Regions from separate parts of the Pan troglodytes genome. Here all the other regions are linked to region 2. The links are chromatin contacts, called in public HiChIP or PLAC-seq maps. All regions are on one chromosome and are shown on one strand. Each heading gives the region's core, a stretch centred on a gene start, on an enhancer-like site or on the middle of the called end of the contact. The rest is flanking DNA. Distances are from core to core; before and after follow the strand shown. Region 1 holds the start of HABP4 (hyaluronan binding protein 4). Region 2 holds the start of PRXL2C (peroxiredoxin like 2C). Region 3 holds the start of ZNF367 (zinc finger protein 367).

The links. HiChIP or PLAC-seq counts read pairs in DNA pulled down with a chosen protein or histone mark.
Region 1: a contact with region 2 is called in an H3K4me3 HiChIP or PLAC-seq map of stem cell-derived excitatory neurons, with 2.4 times the contacts expected there. The contact joins the promoter of HABP4 here to the promoter of PRXL2C in region 2. A contact is called at or near these places in 1 of 7 Hi-C or Micro-C datasets (stem cell-derived neural progenitor cells) and 1 of 1 datasets of contacts at active chromatin or transcription factors (stem cell-derived excitatory neurons).
Region 3: an H3K4me3 HiChIP or PLAC-seq map of stem cell-derived excitatory neurons shows a contact between it and region 2, with 7 times the contacts expected there. The contact joins the promoter of ZNF367 here to the promoter of PRXL2C in region 2. A contact is called at or near these places in 1 of 7 Hi-C or Micro-C datasets (stem cell-derived neural progenitor cells) and 1 of 1 datasets of contacts at active chromatin or transcription factors (stem cell-derived excitatory neurons).

What each region holds. Positions count from the first base shown.
Region 1 is chr11:42,054,027-42,056,726 of NHGRI_mPanTro3-v2.0_pri, forward strand. HABP4 (hyaluronan binding protein 4) reads right to left here and starts at 1,433. Exons shown (of 8, transcript XM_003312189.5): 1 at 974-1,433. The coding sequence starts at 1,322.
Region 2 is chr11:41,848,742-41,851,441 of NHGRI_mPanTro3-v2.0_pri, forward strand. PRXL2C (peroxiredoxin like 2C) reads left to right here and starts at 1,273. Exons shown (of 6, transcript XM_520707.8): 1 at 1,273-1,529; 2 at 1,846-1,914. The coding sequence starts at 1,338.
Region 3 is chr11:42,085,557-42,088,256 of NHGRI_mPanTro3-v2.0_pri, forward strand. It overlaps ZNF367 (zinc finger protein 367), which reads left to right and starts at 1,327. Exons shown (of 5, transcript XM_528719.7): 1 at 1,327-2,406. The coding sequence starts at 1,990.

The DNA of each region.
Region 1 (2,700 bases), core at 183-2,682, 210 kb after region 2:
GCGATGCACAATTTTTATCAAGCAAGGAACAAACCAATAAAGCCAAGTTGAACACACTGGCAAACGTCGGCAGGAATGGTCAACCTACACATCTTAATCGTAACACTCTGCAAACCTTGGGACCGCTGCCTCATTTCAAGAAAACAGGAAACACAGGTGGAGTGTTGCTGGCTCTGCCACTGACGCAGTTCAGGTGAGAGAATGAACTCTGAAGCACCCTCCCCGTCCACAGGCAGCAGGACACCACGCTGCGCACCGGTTTTTCTTGCTAAATAGGGAGTGGGGAACTCCGAATATTCTTGCTGGAAAGGTTAAAAACGCTTTTCTTAAAGCAGCCTTGAGCTATTTATAAGTTGCACATCCCATCAACACCACACGAAGTACTGAAATACGATGCCGGCTGCCTGCTGGAAGCTACCGGACGGGGAAGGGGCGAAGGCGCCAGGCCGGACCGCGCCGGGGACCCCCGCCCGGGCCCCGACGTCACAGGCCGCCCCGCGGTCGCCCAGGCCTCCGGCATCACAGAGGCCCCCAGCCCCGGGACCGGGCGCCCTCCTCCTCCCCACCGCGCTCTCGGGTGGCTCCGACCTCAATCTTGCAGAGGCTGGGCTGGAGGATGAAGGTCCCCGCCAGGTCTGGATGTGGGAGCCCCGGGGTAGCGACCTCAGCCGTTCGCCCCCACACGCCACCCAGACAACCTCCCTCAACTTCGTCCAACTTGCCGTAGAGCCTCAGTGCCAGGGTTTGAGGGCCCTACCCCACCCCAAGCCAGCGTTTCCCCCGGAGCCCCGCACGAGGCTGGCGAGAGCTGGAAGGGGTGTGACCCCTGCCCCTCTCCTCCTACCTTCGGCGGCCACCAGGACCCTCAACTCTCCCTGCTGTTCCCGGGCCCCTCCTCCTGAAACCGGCCCCCGGGACCCCAGTCTCACAGCGGGCCGAGCCGTGGTCCGCTACCCCCGCTGTCCCCGCGTACCCGGCGCCTGCAGGCCGCCCCCGGGGCTATCGGGCCGCTGAGCGACGGGCGCCGGGAGGCTCTTGCGCTCCTTCTGCGACTCCCTCCGGCCGCCCGCGCCGGCTCTGTGGCCCGAGGCCCCGGCTGGGCTCCTGCCGCCGCGGGGACCGGCCCCGGCCGCCGCCGCCGCCTCGTCGCGCCTCTTGCGCTGCAGCTGCTGCTGGCGCCGGCGCTCGGCCTCGCGCAGGATGTCGAACGGGTCCGACTCGTCGTCCAGCAGCTGATGGAAGCGGTTGGCCACCACGCAGCCGAAACTCTCCTGCATCGCGGCGCCGGCGGCAGCCACGGGACTCCCCAGAGCGCCCTTCATGCCGCCGCGACCACTGCGGGCCCGGGAGCGCAGCCCACGCGAGCGCGTCTCAGCGAAGCCGGCGGCCAGGACCCATGCCGCCCGCTCCGCCGCCACCGCCCTCCGGGCCCTACCCTGTCCGGCCCCTACCGGCGCCCGCCCCCGCGGCGCCGCCGCCGTCCGCCCCGCCGCGCCAGACAGCCAATCAGCGCGCGCAGGTACGCCCCCTTTCCGAGACGGCGCTCCTGGAGACCCAATCACCGACCGGCTGCTGTCACGTCACGCGACCTCTGGGCCCCGCCCCGTTCGCTCAGCAGGGAGGGGCGGGGCCCAGGGGCGGAGCTACTGGCTGGTCCAGGCGGCGCGGACGAGGCGGTGGGGTCTCGGCTGTGTGTGCTTTCTCCCGGGACTGCGACCGTATTTGCTATGGGCCACTCTGCTTTGAAGCTTATGTATACATTTAGCCGTGCAACAGCTACATATTGCGCACTTACCGTGTGCCAGGCATTATGTTGTAGGAAATACTAGCTCCGTGTTGTCACAGATCTGAGTCTGTAGATGGAGAAAAAGTGCCCTGAAGGACAGGCGCAGAGCTCTCTACGGGCTGCAGCAAAGGGATCTGACCTAATTGGGAAGTGACAGTTAAGCCGAGGGAGAGGGGTGACAAGGGGTTGGAGGAGGAACAGCAAGTGCAGCAGTCTTGAGGTGGGATGTGCACAGCCTATTCAAGCTCAAAGTGGTCTCTATTCTAAGAGCAGTGGGAAGCAAGTTTTGAGCATGAGCAGATTTGGGTTTGAAAAGGCCACCCTACCTGCACTGTGAACTAATAGTTTGGAGGGAAATACAAATGGATGCTGGGAAGCCAAACATGATTGTTGCAAAGCTCCAGGGAAGAGTTGATAGTGACTGGGATTAGGATGGTGGCGGTGGAGGTGAAGAGAGTAGATGGATTCAAAGACTTGGTGATGCGCTAGAGGTGGTGATGAGGCAGAAGAAGATATGGTGACTCTTATTTTCCTGGCTCCAGCATCTGAATGATAGTATTAGTTACCACTGGAAGACACTACTTTAACGAGAATCATGAATTCAGTCTGGGACACGTTGAGGTTTGGATATTTGTTTTCTTTTGAGATATTCAGTTGAGGCCTGGAGCTTAGAGAACGCTGGACTGGACTTCCTCCAGGAAATCTTTGCATAGGCAGCGGTGGAGACACGCTTGGCTGCCTATCCTACAGCCGTTCTTTCCCTCTTACATTTTTCCAGAGCCTGTATTTTGTTCAGGCATCATATTCCCCAGGGGAAGTGGGCCCCTTCCAGCCTCAAACTTGATTAATCATACATTATTCATTGCACCTGATTCCAATTCCTTGCCAGTAATTGGCTTAGGAATAGGCTGTGG
Region 2 (2,700 bases), core at 23-2,522:
CTGGCCAGGCCCAGTGGCTCATGCCTGTAACCCCAGGACTTTGGGAGACCAAGGCAAGAGGATTGCTTGAGCCCAGGAGTTCAAAACCAGCCTGGGCAACATAGGGAGACCCTTGTCTCTACAAAAACAAATCTAAAAAAAAATTTGCCAGGCATGGTGGTGCATGCCTGTGATCACAGCTACTTGGGAGGCTGAGGCAGGAGGACTGCTTGAGCTCAGGAGGTGGAGGCTGCAGTGAGCCATGATCGTGCCAATGCATTCCAGCCTGGGCGACACAGCGACACCCTGTCTCAGAAAGAAACTATCTTGACTTAGAAACAGATCTATGCTTAAAATTTTCTAAATACTCTGCAGAGCTTCTCAAACAGAGCACTTAATGTGTGCTCAATAAAGTATAAAATCTTCACACAGGTGAAAGCCAGAGGATGCAGCATCCCCCTTTCCTGCACTTTGTGGCAGAGTCACATCAGTCACATAGACCTGCCTAGCACTCCGCCCCAGAAATATTCTTCAGCTCAACAAAGGCCATAGATAAAGGATGTACTTTCTGAACCCCAAATCCATACACAAGAGTGAGTAAACTTATGAAGACAAAGAGCCTGAATGTTATCTGGTCCTGCTCTGGAAATCTTGGACACACAGTTAGCACCCATGAGAAACCCCAGAGAAAGATGAACCTCTAAATCCAGGGCCAGTTTGGTCTCACAAAGGCTGAGATCCCCAGATTTCCCTATGTCTGCCTACCCACCCCAGGAGAAACTGAATTGGAAGTGTGGGATTTCTACAAAACAGCTGCTAAGTCATCTAACTTCATCATCCTCATCCCACCCAGCTCACCTTTTATTTCTTTATTTTTTTAAAAAACGGAGATGGCGTTGCCCTCTGTTACCTACCCAGGCTGGTCTCGAACTCCTGGCCTCAAGTAATCTTCCCGCCTCGGTCTCCCAAGTCGCTAGGATTACAGGCCCGGCCTGTGTGTTTACAAAACGTGGGCCCGGCCCTAGCCCACCTTTTACACATACACCCATTAGTTCTCGAATAGGTGAGAACATCCGCTCAGGTGGCCATGGAGGGCGCGGGCGGCTTTCTTCCTCAATAATGCTTGCTCGCCGTGGACGGACCTTACTTTCTCTCTCTGTCCCCTACCCTGAGAGCTGAGTCAGAACCGCCCGTGGGCTTCACTCCGACAGCTCCCAGGCCCGCGCCGCGCCGCGGAAACCGTGACTTGCCAGGCCCCACCTCTGCACGCCCCGCCCCGCCCACCGCGCCCAGCCTCTGCGCGCCCCGCCCCGGTCCGCGCTGGCAGAGCGGACCCAGGCCCTCGGCCGCCCCGCGTCATGGCCGCGCCCGCCCCGGTCACGCGGCAGGTTAGCGGCGCCGCCGCCCTGGTCCCGGCCCCGAGCGGCCCCGACAGCGGGCAGCCCCTGGCGGCCGCCGTGGCCGAGCTGCCGGTGCTGGACGCCCGCGGGCAGCGGGTACCGTTCGGCGCGCTGTTCCGGGAGCGCCGCGCCGTGGTGGTGTTCGTGCGGGTGAGCGGGCGGCGGGGCTGGAAGGGAAGCGCGGCCCAGAGTCCCGGGCAGGCTACCGGGATGCGAGCCGCGCCTCCTGCTTCTTAGGACGGAAACGGGAAGGCAGCCTGCCCAGTCGCGGCCGCTTCCCAACTAGGGCGGGGCAGGGAGAGGGCGAGGGCGAGGCCCGCTTCCCACGCGCCGGGCGCCCGAGCCGCCGGTCCCGGCCCCGCGGGCGTCGCCTTTGCTCGCGTCACGCACGGCGAAGTACAGGGATCCTTCGGGGCCCGAGGGTGCTGCTTTACTAACTTGCCCTCTCTGCCGTTTTGGCTTTCAGCATTTCCTGTGTTACATCTGCAAGGAATACGTAGAGGATCTGGCCAAAATCCCCAAGAGTTTCTTACAAGTGAGTTTCCCAGCGTGGGCGGCCCAGTGCCCGCTTCTGCCGACCTTGCGAGCGGGGCGGGGGAGGACGCGGCTCCAGCGCGGAACTTGCAGCCTGGATTGCCCCTCCCCGCAGCTCTCTCCACCCTCGCCCCTCCAAAAGGAGTGAGACGTCAGAGATCTATTTCTGCCCTAACTCATTGGGTGCTGCCTGGTGGTAAACGTACTAACAATTGTGGTGTTGCCTGGTAACCTAGTGCCTGTTCTCAAAAGTTGACTGATAATGCCCTAAAACAAATGCTGGAAATGGTTATTTTCTTCCCTTTATTTTTTGTTACACTCCAAATAGCTGCTCATTATGGGAAAATACTAATATATCGTAAAGGTGCAAATGTTTATGTTAATAGGCTGCAAGTTCCATGTCCCTAGGACAACCACATACTTATTTTTCTTGAGGCACAGATAGGTTTGTGCCCAAGTGAGCTTTTTGAGGAAAGGCATTGAGCAGCCTTTATAAAACAGATGTTCTTTCAGCAGACCTTATCAATCAGGATGTGAAAAAATAACATTGATTAAATAACTGTGCGGCCGGGCGCGGTGGCTCACGCCTGTAATCCCAGCACTTTGGGAGGCCGAGGCGGGCGGATCACGAGGTCAGGAGATCGAGACCATCCTGGCTAACACGGTGAAACCCTGACTCTACTAAAAATACCAAAAATTACCCGGGCTTGGTGGCGGGCGCCTGTAGGCCCAGCTACTCAGGAGGCTGAGGCAGGAGAATGGCGTGAACCCGGGAGGCGGAGGTTGC
Region 3 (2,700 bases), core at 77-2,576, 240 kb after region 2:
ATGCTATTTTTGTAGCAGGCCTCCAGAAAATGGAGGCTATATACTGTTTCATTTCTTAAAAGGATACTTTCACTTGGTTCAAAGTTCAAAAGATACAGTTATATATTGTATTTCTTGAAATCTTTTCACTTCTGTTCCCAGCCACACAATTTCCCTCCATGATCCATGTTTCTTTTGCATCTTGCCAGATATTTTATGTACGTCTAAAAGTAAAAACGTATTTTCCCCACTTTAACAATTTTACATAAAATCACACTATTGCTTGTTTTGCCTTTTAAAATAAAAATACATTTTTGAAATTGTTCATATCAGTACACAGAGTTTCCTTTATTTGTTTTTAAACAATTGTGGCTTAATTTAGTCATAGCTGTGCATTTGTGTGTCTTTCACAGAGAGAAAAGCTATTCAGCTTAGTTATCTGTTATTATGCAGTCGTGTTCTAACTTAATTACCAATCCTAACCCTTAACCAATGGATATTCATTCATCCATTCAGCAAATATTTATTGAGCCCCTACCGCGAATCAGGCGGTGCCTGGGAATCTGTATTCCCAAGAACAAAACGCAGCTCCCCAGGCCACATCTAGCGGGTAGGAAGCCGGGCACCCCCTCCGCCCGGTCCTTCCTCTGCGGCCTGCGAGCCCCACCCGGGCCGCGGTCGGCGCCAGCCAGGCGGGGCTGGGGCGGGGCGGGCAGAGGACGTTGGGGCTCCGCGCGTCCCGGCGCGAGTACTAGGACGCGGCCGGGGCAGGTCGGGCCGAGCAAAGTAGGGCGCTGCCCCGACTCCCGGAGCAGCCGCTCGGTAGAGCGGGGTCGCCGGGGTGGGGAGATCCCCGAGGCAACTTCGGGGCATCAGTCCAGGGTGAGAGTGTCTACTCTCGCCCGGCTCTTGTGGCCTCCGCGCCGCGAGCGGCCCGCAGGGACTTCGGAGGCCACTTCCTGAACTCTCCCCTTTCCACAGATGGGGAACCGGAGGCCCACAATCGGCCCGGGGGAGTCAGGGCGGTGCTGACAGGGCTGGTTCACAGAGCGTGCAACAGCTGAGCAGACGGAACTCGATTAAGAAACCAGGCACGCCGGGTGCCCATCAGGACCTCGGGCAGCAGAGACTCCAGCCGCCGGGCGGGTGGTGGGACCGAGGGCGGGGCGGGCGGCGGGGCCCCAGCCCTTTAAACTCCCTGCGCGCGGGAACCGCGGCCCAACAACCAACGGCGGGCGGGGCCGAGCGGGGCGCGCGCCTCCACCGCCCAACGATCACCCCCCCCGACCCCGCCCCGCCGCTGTCCAATCAGCCGCCCTCTTGCCGCCCTCCCCGCCGCCCGTCTCCCTGGCCCGGACTAACCACGCGGAGGGACGGCGGGGCGGGGCGGCAGGCGGGTGTGTCCGGGCGAGTGCAGACGCCGCGCGCTCCACTGGAGTTTCGAACGCTGTTGGCCCTCCAGACAGAAAAAAATATAAGAGCGGCGGCCAATGGCGAGGTGGGAAGGACCCGCGCGCAGACCCGGCCCCGCCCCGGCCGGCTGGAAAGAAGGCCAGGCCTGGCCATTGGCTCGCGCCGCCTGTCACTCGCCGGTGCGGCCAGCGGGCAGCGGCCTCGCGGTGACTGGTTCCGCCCAGGCGCGAAATGTAACGCGGGAAAAGCCGGGGCAGGCACCGCGGCGGCAGGTTGTTATTTTTGGGGGCTCAGCGCCGCGCGTCCTGCTTTCCTGTCACCGCAAGGGCCGGGCCGCCCGCTGCTTCCCACCCCTGCAGCCTGCGCTGCGGAGTACAAAGAGCGGAGGGCGCGCTTGACCTGGGGCTGGGGTCCAGCCCTGCCCGCCGGTGCCGTCTGCTCAACTAGTTAGGTGGCTGCTGCGCAGGATTCCGGGAAACGTCAGTCTGCCATGAGCCGGCAGGACTGAGCCTGCGACTCGGAGCAGAGCGAGCGAGGGGCAGAGCGGTGCTCAGGAGTGCGGCCCGGGGCCGCCGGAGCTGCGGGTCGGGCCGGGCGATGATCCGGGGCGTCGAGGCGCCCATGGCGGAGAACCCGCCGCCGCCGCCGCCCGTCATCTTCTGCCACGACTCTCCGAAGCGGGTGCTGGTGTCGGTCATCAGGACGACCCCGATCAAGCCAACGTGCGGCGGTGGAGGGGAGCCGGAGCCGCCGCCGCCGCTCATCCCCACCAGCCCCGGCTTCAGCGACTTCATGGTGTACCCGTGGCGCTGGGGCGAGAACGCACACAACGTGACGCTCAGCCCTGGGGCCGCGGGGGCCGCCGCCTCGGCCGCCCTGCCTGCAGCCGCAGCCGCCGAGCACTCGGGGCTTCGTGGCCGGGGCGCGCCCCCGCCCGCCGCCTCGGCCTCCGCCGCCGCCTCGGGAGGTGAGGACGAGGAGGAAGCGAGCAGCCCAGACAGCGGCCACCTCAAGGTGAGCGGGGCGGGCGGGCGGGACGCGGGGCAGCCGGGGCCCGTTAACGGCGCGGCGGGCGGGGCGGAGTTGAAAACGCGAGGTCGATCCGGCCACGGCGGGGGCTGCGGCTGACAGGATGCAGACGTCACTGCCGCGCGCCAAAAACCGGCCCCAGTCGAGGGGGGGGGCTGTCACGTGACAGGCGGGAGCGGCGCGGGAGACCGTCCTTGCGGCAGGTGCAGTGGGCGGGAGCGCGGCCCGGGGTCGCTGGGGAGGCCGGGTCAACGGCCACTGACATCCTCCCGGCGGGCT